2 separate regions of the Gossypium arboreum genome follow, and region 2 is linked to region 1. A link is a contact called in public Hi-C data. All regions are on one chromosome and are shown on one strand. Each heading gives the region's core, a stretch centred on a gene start, on an enhancer-like site or on the middle of the called end of the contact. The rest is flanking DNA. Distances are from core to core; before and after follow the strand shown. Region 1 holds the start of LOC108455721 (40S ribosomal protein S17-like). Region 2 holds the start of LOC108454340 (ABC transporter B family member 26, chloroplastic-like).

Region 1 (5,405 bases), core at 1,457-3,956:
ATGTTTATAACTTAGCTTTTGATTTCTTAAAGGGAAGAGAGAAAGAAGGGTAGGCTGCCCGGGAATTTACGGGCAGGGGGAAGGGGGAATTTTTGTTTTTGGCGCCAAGTTTTGGGTAGTCTAATGAGCAACGGCTCTTTTTCCCGCTGATATTTGGGAGAGTTTTCCGATTTTGCCCCTTTTTGTTTTCGACATTATATAATTGAATATTGATTTTCTAGGAAGTGATGCATTGTACCCAGTCAGGGGGCACAATCACCGGCGTAATGCCCAAAGGGGAACAATACGGCGACGTTACATATAAAAGTATGTATGAAATGGGCTGCTGGGCCTGACAAAGAGATTTTTTATATTAACCCATTTAGATAATAGGAATAGGATAAAAAGGGGGGAGGGGTGATGAAGCAAGAAATTATCGCTATTTTGCTGTAATCATGGATTTAAAAATTGACTGTTCATTGATACAAAAATCGATATAACAAATTTTTTTTTGATTAATTCTGGATTTTTACCAAAATAATCCATTTTAAATATTTTATTTCAATTTCATCCTTGAATATAATATAGGAAAAAAAAGTCTAATATAATATAGTAAAAAAAATGTCTAATCTGTTTATTATCTTCCCGTAATGGGTTTAATTAATTGAAGCGCCAAACATGAGGGTTCAAGTTTTTTCAACCATGTCCATAATTTCTTTAGAAGAAATAAAACCTTAAAAAGCCAGTCAATCAAACTATTTACTGCTCTCTCTCTTGATATTATATAATGTACAGACAGCTCTCCAGAATGAGATGGTTGCTCAAAATACAACTCTCTAGGATCCATGACAACCCACAATTGTTAGTGAAGAGGTAACACAGACCTTATTCTATGTGTCCAACTCCCATTTATTTAACAATTGTCAAGTTTTTCTATTATTTCTCATACCCATGGTAAGATCTACAACTTTAACAGTCGAAGCAACATAGATGTAACTATTGCCTAGAACGAAATGAAATAACTTCACCACCTAACCTTCCCAACCCAAAAAGAATCAGACTCAGATAACCCTAACCTCAAACAACCCAAAATGATCCGTACACAAACTGCAAGAGAAAAGAAAGAGAGAATCCAGGGGTTGAAATAACACAGGAACCTCCATTAGATGACTAAGCTAATCTATCATTGTCTGATCTACTCTAAAGAACCGCAAGAGATAAAATGCAAGTATTTGCAGGGAGAGAACAAACAAGAAATAAGGAAGAAGAAACTGCCGAAGCTCTACCGCTAATCTACAAACAGTTACATGAATGCATTATAAGGTTGTGAACTTTCCAAGAATTCTAATCATAGATGTATACACAAAATTGAGTTCATTAACGACTTCTAAAGACACATTCCAGTTCAAAACTTCCAATGTTACAAACTCAACCACTAATTAAAATAAGTGATAAATCTGCAAGCAGATGTGACAAACCAAATGTTTTTTCAGTTTTTATTCATGTTCAAATCCAACCATGATCAGGGAATACAAAGATAAAAGAAAGATATGAGCCCAAGGATTCTGCAAGTTGGCTTAATGAAAAACCCACCATTTCCATGGATGCCTTTCCCACAGCACAAAGAATACAACTTTAAAATTGAACCATACAATCTTTTAGTTTCTTGCTCACAATTGCCATTAAAAATTGCTGAACATGAACATGTGATTGAAAACAAAATAACCAGAATTGGGATTCTTTACCTCAACTTTTCACCTAATGAATAAAATCCCAAAATTGGAATCGAAAATGGGGCGTTATTCTCAAATTCACCATTTCAATCAATCAACATAATACCTCAGTATACAAAAATGAAATTCAAAGAAAAAATAAAATAAATGGCAATCAACAATCGCAGAAACTAAAAAGTTTCTCATTTTCAAATGCTTTTAAAAAGAAAGCGCACATCAAACTCAACAAATTCCAGTACCATTTAACATAAAAACTAATATTGTTCCAACAAGAACCACAAAATTTAAATACTACCCAAAAAATAAAACATAATGAACTTAAAATTAAGAACCCATCAAATAGACGGACACTAACCAATTAAAACCTCCTTCCGGGTCCACCACCACGGCCGAACCCGATTTGAGGAACAACGGCGACTGGATCAACCTTAACAAGCCCCGGAATATCAGACATCCCAAGAACCGAAAGCATATAAAGAGTTTCCTTATCAACTTCGATTTGGTCGACCTTGATGGCCGATTCATCGGGGACGAAATCCATGCGGCGCTCACGCTCTTCCTCTTGGAGCTTCAAGGAAATGCCGCGAACCGGACCCCTCTGGATCCGTTTCATCAAATGGGTCGAGAAGCCGGCGATCTTGTTGCGGAGCCTCTTGGATGGGATAATGGCAACTTCTTCGATGATCTTCTTGTTAGTGTGGAAATCGAGGGTCATGCGAGAGTAGTAGCGCTCGATGACCTGACGGGAGGATTTCTTCACTGTTTTGGTACGGACGCGGCCCATTGCTTGGATCTGTGGCGGTGGCGGTGGCGGTTGCGGTGGCGGTGGCGGCGGCGGAGAGTTGGGCGGGGATTTGCGGAGGTGGAAGAGCAATGAAGGGCTAGGGTTTTCAGAGTGCGAAAGTAGGGTTCATATATATATGGGTGATGAAATTTTTGACCTTTTTCTATAGTAGTGTAAAAGTGCAACGAATTTTCTTTTTCGTTTTTAGGGTAAACTCATTGTGACTCTAAAATATGGCTTTTGATTTTATTTTTTTTAATTTACCCACTCTAAATAAGAAATTTGTAAATTGGTCACTATGTTAAAATTTCTGTTTTCTAACGGATTGTTGATGTGGTACATTAGCACATTAAGTGACTAATACGTAATATTTTTTTATTGACTTTTGACTAAAATTTAGGGATCTCTCTATAATTAGTTTAAAAGTTTTTCCCAACTTTAGTCAAAAGTCAACAAAAAAGTACCAAATGTTAGACATTCAACGTGCTAATATGTCACATCAACATCCCCTTAGAAGAAAACAAAAGTTTTAACCGAAGTGATTAATTCACACAATTATCTTATTTAGAGTGACTAAATTAAGAAAAAAATTGGAGTCATTAAAATAAGATAGACCCTATTTTAGAATGACCATGGGCGTAATTTGCCCTTATTCTTATTATTAGTATACCCGAATTTGTTATAGTCCCCCTGTAATACTCTAACCGCCCCATGAATTGATTATTCCTAAGTGAGTCATAAAGGGTATAACAAACATACCTTGTCTCCACATTGGATCAAGAACGGGATCAGAGGGAACAAAAACAGCTAATTTATATAGAGCCATTGAGTCGGCCCAACCAGCAACCAGAGCCATATGCGTTATATGAATTAGTCGTTTTTGATCCCTTCGATCCCGTTCTTGATCTAATGTGGAGGCAATGTATGTTTGTTATACCCTTCATGACTTGTTTAGGAATAATCAATTCATGGGGCGGTTGGAGTATTATAGGGGGTTATTGAGTTAATTGCACTATGCATTCCCAAAGCATGACCCTTATTTTAAATTGGTCCCCAAACTTCAAATCATTCTAATTACATCTCAACCTATTGAGATTATATCAATTAGATCTCTTTGTTACTAAAATTGTTAATTTAACTATTATATTATATGTGAGATCGTATTTGACATAATTTAAAATGAAAATTTAAGAAAAATGAATATTGTAAAAATGAATCTTGTAAAAATATTTGTTAAGGTTTTCGAAACTTCTACAAAGGCTTTGTCATTCACTTTCTCTTTTTAAATTTTACTTTATTTCTAGTTTTTACTTTTAAAAGTTATGCGGCAATGTTTTTTCTAAAAAATTTCATTTTAAATTTAGCTACATATAATTTATCATGTCATTTAATGATGAATTAATGATTTTAATAATGAAAGAACCTAATTAATATAATATCAATAATTCAGAGATATAATTAGAATATTTTAAATTTAAAGACTAATTTAAAATAACGGTCAAAAGTTGAGAATGTCTACTTCAATTAATTCATTAATATTTAATTAAAATTTGTTAATTAATTGTACGGAGAAATGTGAGATTTAGCTCTATTTTTCTGCTGAATCCAAATTTCATTATTGTAATTGGACTCGTTCATAGATCTACACTTAAAAAAAAAAAATTCCTAAGTTTAAATTTGATTTATTTTTACTGTTTATATATTAATATTATATATTACATATTTTTATAATTAAATTTAAATAAAAATATTTTAAAGCTTAATATCTCTTTTGACCTCTATATTATAACTAAATTATCATTTTAATATTTTATATAAATTTTTTATTAATTTGACCTCTATACTATCATTTTGTATATTCTATTATCATTTTTTTACTATATGCATTGTAGACTTTTGCTTCTTTTTTTTTTTTGCATATTTATATCTTTTTAACGTAATTTTAGAAATCCACTTCATGATTGGATTTATATGTAATTGTTTTTAATTATACAAAGGTGGTATGTTTGGATAAACACTATATTTGGTGAGTCCCACCAAATTGAGTATAATTGAAGCACCCTAATTACACATTTCAATTCTAAGGCAAGGGTGACAATTGTAGTATTTACGTAGATAATTATACAAATATCTAATTTTAAAATTATATTATAAGTTTGAACATGTATGAGAGCTTGGGATGGTTATGGAAAAATTCTTATATTATAAATCATAAAAATTATATTATAAAAATAATGTGTATTTTGTAAAGTTATAACTACAAATTATATTATTTGAATCTTAAAAGATTTCTAAAGTTATGATAAAAAATTATTTTATGTTGTAAAAGTGTTATGATATATTTATTTTAAAAGGTTATGACCAAGAAGTATGGACACAGGCTCGACCTTAAGGGTAGTTTGAGTGTGCTGCTTGCCAGGGCAGTATGGAAGGGCCCAAAAATTCCAGCTTTTAACATGGATTAAAATTTTTAACCTTTTAAGTTTTTTTTGACGGATACTTCATTAGAGACCGGCAAAAAAAAAAAGTGCCCCATTTTTTTTATTTTATTACTAGTATATGTTTTTATTTTATTGTATTACATTTTATAATTTTTTTTAAAAAGAGCCATAATAATTTATTGTTTCGTCTAGGGCCCCCAAAATGTCAAGAATAAGCTTGTATGGACATAATTTATTTATATGTCCATACTATATATTATATAAATAACATAAATATTCATAAAAGAATCTTATAGTTTTTTTTTTTGGGTAGAGAAAAAACACTCCTATTAGCTAGGAATGGAGAAAAACAGTGTTTCCTTCATATAAGTGATCACGACTATCCTCTTCTAGCAGCCGTATAACATACTGTGGTGGAACTGAGAACAAGACTACTTAGTTTATCTTCCCTATTGCCGCCTTTGCCAA
Region 2 (5,405 bases), core at 1,856-4,355, 260 kb before region 1:
CAAGTTTAAGATTATAGGATTTGATTCTCGTTTTTAGCATCTTTCATGAACAATAATAAGAGACAATTTCTTTCAGGTTAAATGCTTTGGATACAGGTAAGATGATGCAAAGTTCTTCTCCAAATTGTTTAACAATTTAATAAGAGGCAAGAAAGAGTGCAAAGACTAGGCAAGAAAGAGTGCAAAGACTATCTCTCACAGCATGTCAAATGATGAAAGCTAAACTGAATGAACTGAAACAAAACTCCGTTAATCTAAAAACTATCTAGGATTACGGGATATCACCCTAAAAAGAGACACAAATTACTTGCCTTGTGATAAGAACTGATCAGTAGGCAAGAGATCCATTAAATGGAAAACCTTTTCACATGCTCCAATGGACTGCAATAGTGATGATGAGTTGTCTACGACCCTCCAAGTAGCATAAATCAACCACTCACAGTATAATATGTACTTAGTAAGCTGTTCAGGTGATAGTTGTGAATTCATGATGCAGATTCCTCCTAAAAGCACCGCAAGAACCTGCAATATATCATATGTGAATTAACAGTAAGTCATATAATAAATCTTCATTAGAATTAGCAACCTTTTTTTTTTATCACTATGATGCATCTTCCTACATTTCATCATTTGCAGTGGGGTTAATACAACCAGAGGCAAAGGGATAGGATGTATGGTAAATAACCTGTGTAAAACGGTAAAGGGTGAGAAAACTCATACTCCACAATCCATAAGCTGCACTCTCTCGAATGCTTACAAAAGCCAATTCATCCAGCCACCGCTTGTACCTAAAACCAAATGGGATCAACAATAAAATTTAACATTTTTTTTCTGTCATGAAAGCCCTGGGTGTCAACGTCTGTGCCTTACAAAGAAGCGCCAATCAAAGAGGAAAAAGTACACCCATAAATTTTTTGAATGCTTAGTGGAGTAATGCTAGATAGAATGTTGCCTTTCAACTTCTTCTCCTTCTGTTCCATAAGCCCGGACAGTTCTCATCAAAGAAAGTGTTTCTTGTGCAACCTACATTAAGATACTGGTTATATTAGAATGTTACTTGACTGGCATAACTCTGGCAGCAATCTGAAGTCATGTTTTACATTGTTGGCACATGCATTGAACTCTTGCATTAACTTTGCAGCTCTCTTTTGGTACCTACCAAAATCATCAGCAATGCTAGTTCAGCATATGCATAATAAGTACACCACATAATCATATAAAGAAAAGCAATCTACCATAAACTGAGATCCAGAAATAAGCTAAGAGGGATAATTCAATAGCTTAATTAAGGTGAAAAGAGAGAGAATTCTCACCGGCCATAAATGGAAAATATTATAGCAAGAACAGAGCATATAATCAAAGTTGGTAATGTAAGTGGCCAAGATAAAGTCAGTAAATTTATCAAAGCACCTGTTCCCTAAAAATCCAAAAGGAATTAAGTTATCAAACTCTACCCGGAAACAAAAATTCACAGCAAGCATAATATTAAAAAAAAAAAAAAACCTGAATAGCATTGCGGATTATCAGATGGATATCATTCCCAATAACATGAGAGAGCCGTTGACAATCTGATCCAAGCCTACTCGTCAAACTACCAACTGTTTCCATGTCAAAAAAGGATATATCCTACATCAAAAGCACCAGCAGCAGATAGTGGTTTACTACAAACCAATACAGGTAAGTGTCCAACACAGATATGTTGAACTTTTTTTCTAGTTTTCCACGCATTTGAAGGGTGTTTAGATGGTCGAACCTATACCCCAAGTATCATCATCATCATAATTCACAACCCCAAGTACTACAAACAATTCTCAAATAGATCACGAACCTGAAAAACAAGATATGCATATAAGCTTCGCCTAAGACGCTTAACCTGCAATTAAAGTATTGCAGTCAGAGAAAAAGGGAAATGAAAATATAAGGTTGTGTTTATTTACTACTTTTTAGCAAATAACTAAAATGAATGATAAGAAGCTAAAAATTGAAATATAATAGTTCAATATACCAAAAAAATAACAATAAAGACTTTCCCCCTTTATTTTGCAAAGCAAAAGCGTAAGTAGCACTAAATTTATGTAAAAAAAATTTCTTACCAAGATTGTATTTGCCATGGCAAAGCAGCCACTTCGCAAGCCACTGCAATTCACATAAAAGAGAGAAATAAAATTTCAAACAATTCACTCAAATAAACGAAAGCAAATAACATTTACAAGTTTTATAAAATACCTGCAAATTCCTGAGATAATTAACAGTAAAATCAACATCCGCGAGCTTCTAAAAAACGCTGCGGACTCACCACTGTTAGCAGAAAATACCGACGCCGCCAATATCCTAGGCATCGAAATCTCCGAAACCTGGAATTTAACTCTTTTTTTTTATTTTAAAATAGAGAAATAAGAAATTCATTTTAAAATGCTAAAATTTTCAATTGAGTTATGAATTTTACGAACAGCAGCGATGAACAAAGCACCGAGCGCGAGAAAAACAATCCAATTATCGTCTCCGATCAAACCCCATATTCGCTTAAGAGCCATCGAAACAGTAACAGGCTTCGCCGTAGAGGATTCCGAAGCTTGGACACCGGGAAGGTTCCACCAGCTGCCACGTGCCTGGACGGCTCCCAAATGACCGGAATATTTTCCGGGAAGAATTTCTTGGAAATCGGCATTGTAATTTTTGGTTGGAGTTGGAGACCAGAGACGGTGTCGTTTCACTGTCGTGAGATAGAGCGGAGAGTGGAGTCTGGTTTTTAGGTTGAGAATAGAGTAAGAGGGGGAAGATGAAAGAGAGATGGGCATGGTGGTGGTAAAATTAGAGAAAGGGAAAGGGTAAATTTGGAATATCTAGGATCAAAATCATAAGTATCTGTTTTCGAAATGGAGAAGCTAATCTTCTCTTGAGAGCTTGAGCTTGCTTCTCAGAGCAACGCAGCCAAGGCGCCAATGGGTCACAAAACGGCTCGCTTCAGCACCAAGAGAACTCCTTTTTCTCTTTATGTTCGATACACTCCGAACTCTTGCACCAAGTCGGATTTCTATTCACAATACTGTAATATGAGATTAAATAAAATAAGATAAATGAAATTTTTTATCTCACTTCGATGCATGGAACAAATTTAATGTTAAATGAGATGAGGAGTTATATTTTATTATTTTAATTTAATTTAATAACTTTTCTTGAGTCTAGTAAAATAAAATTTGAGTCGAATCGAATTGATTGAAATTTTTCAATTAAATTAAAAATTAAATATATTAAATTAAAATTTTATTACCATATAATTAATTTGATGTACATAAATTTGAAATCATATATATTAAAAATTTTTCAAAGTAAAATAATAAAATATTAACATACTCTACTATGATATACTTGAATCATTAATTAACTTATTTAGGTCTAATTATTATTTTAGAAAATTTTAAAATTTTACTCTATATTTTTTAAAAAATTATAATTTTTTAAAATATAAATTTTAAATTTTGAAAATTATTTTGGATTTTTGTAATTTTTTAGAGATTAACAAATTTGCTCATTTTCAAAATTGGCAAGGACTAAAAGAGTATTTACACCAATCTATTACTAGAATTATTCGAATTGTAAAATTCAACTCGGCTCGAACTCAAAACTCGAATTACTTATTTGAGTTGACTTGAAAAAGTCAAAATTTGATTTTTTATTTTATTTTTCGAATCAAATCAAATCGAGTTTTACTCATCCCTATTTAAATTGAGTTAATTTCAAGTTTTAGGATTATAAATTTAGAAAATAAACTCCAACAGAGCATTCTATTGATTTAATATCTAATTTAACCTCATTCGAGACTAATCACAAGTCTATTAAGTAATTGGAATGTGTAGAGTAGTCTACTTTTTTGGGTCAATATTTTAATATGTTTCGGCTCCTTTCAATGAATACTAGCTTGTATCATCCTATATCGGTTGGTACAAAATTTTGATATTTTAAACTATTTTTTTATTTTTTTATTTTAACCATTTTAATTTTTCTATTATTAAATTTAAAATTAAAAGCTATTAAATTAAATTATTGAACTTAATTAATAATTGAAAACTTATATTTACATAGAAATATATTTATATGTATATAATTGGGATATATTTGTATGTATATATAATTTATAATTTATTTTTATCAAAATAATATATAATTTATTAAGAAACTAAAAGTGAGATTATAAATATATATGCGATAAATATTTAAAATATCAATAAACTCAAAATAATACATCAAAACATGTCGGTCTTGTTGAATTAAAATCCTCAATTATGAGCACATATGTATAATATATAATATATAATGCAATTATAAAGTGTAATACAATATTAAGTAACCAATTATGTTATAAATATTATAGGAATTAAAGTGTCATGGAAATAATATGTAGATGTCATAAGTAGTACTTATAATTTGATAAGGGGCCAAATTATAAATACCCAATGCTGATTTAATAATCAGTTATTTAAAAGAGGTAGTGGTCCCCAAGAAATAATGATATCTCATTTTTTTTCCATTATCATCACAGTGAATTATATAAAGAGAAAAACTATTTTCTTAGAAGATTAAAACCTTCTGGGTAATCTCCAATAATGGATTCAAGTACGCTTCCGCATTTACTTTTGTTTTTGGTTTATTCTTGATGATCTAACATGACAAAGTTTGATTTATTAAGTTTTATATCAAAATTTTACGGTTCTAACAATTGGTATTAGAGCCTTGTCATGTCGAATCATTGGGAATTAATTAAGTTTCTATTTTTTTTGGAATGATTGGTTCATAAAATTTTATGGGTTTGATATTTTGATTTGATATTTCGATTATATATATATTGACTTCTTTGATATCTATGAAGTATGAAGTATAAAGGTCAAGAAAATGTAAGGGAATAAATTATGGAGATGTTTCATATTGCTTCAAGATATAAGACACTTAAGATTAATTTTTCTGAGGAATTGTTTGTTTTTATGGTTTTGGTATCGCTTTCTGCACAATTTAACCAATTCAAAATTAGTTAAAACTATCAATAAGATTAATGGGATCTAAATTAGCTCATTTCTCATTGTGTGAAATAGGAAGAAAGGTTGAAGTATGATAAGTCTGAAAGTGTTCATTTGGCTAGTGCCTCTAAAGATAAGAGCAAGAAAATAAAATATCAGAATGAAACTACTAAGGGTCTAGCTAAAAAGAAACAATAAGAAGTTACAAAGGATTGTTTCTTTTGTAACGAGTCTAGACACGTGAAGAAAGAATGTGTCAAATATCATGTCTGGCATGTAAAGAAATGTATAATTCTTACTTTGGTATGTTCTAAGGTTAATTTAGCTTCAATATCTAAAAACACTTGGTGGATAGATTTTGGTGCTACTACTCACATAAGTGTTTCTATGTAG

What was found. Hi-C and Micro-C count contacts between places; a contact is called where the count stands out from the background.
Region 2: a contact with region 1 is called in a Hi-C map of leaf, with 2.8 times the contacts expected there. The contact joins the promoter of LOC108454340 here to the promoter of LOC108455721 in region 1. A contact is called at or near these places in 2 of 5 Hi-C or Micro-C datasets (both in leaf).

What each region holds. Positions count from the first base shown.
Region 1 is chr9:10,631,394-10,636,798 of ASM2569848v2, reverse strand. LOC108455721 (40S ribosomal protein S17-like) reads right to left here and starts at 2,706. Exons shown (of 1, transcript XM_017754259.2): 1 at 1,874-2,706. The coding sequence starts at 2,496. The coding sequence ends at 2,071.
Region 2 is chr9:10,889,724-10,895,128 of ASM2569848v2, reverse strand. LOC108454340 (ABC transporter B family member 26, chloroplastic-like) reads right to left here and starts at 3,105. Exons shown (of 18, transcript XM_017752769.2): 1 at 2,451-3,105; 2 at 2,227-2,354; 3 at 2,094-2,136; 4 at 1,829-1,873; 5 at 1,504-1,626; 6 at 1,314-1,417; 7 at 1,101-1,155; 8 at 953-1,023; 9 at 686-788; 10 at 312-522. The coding sequence starts at 2,798.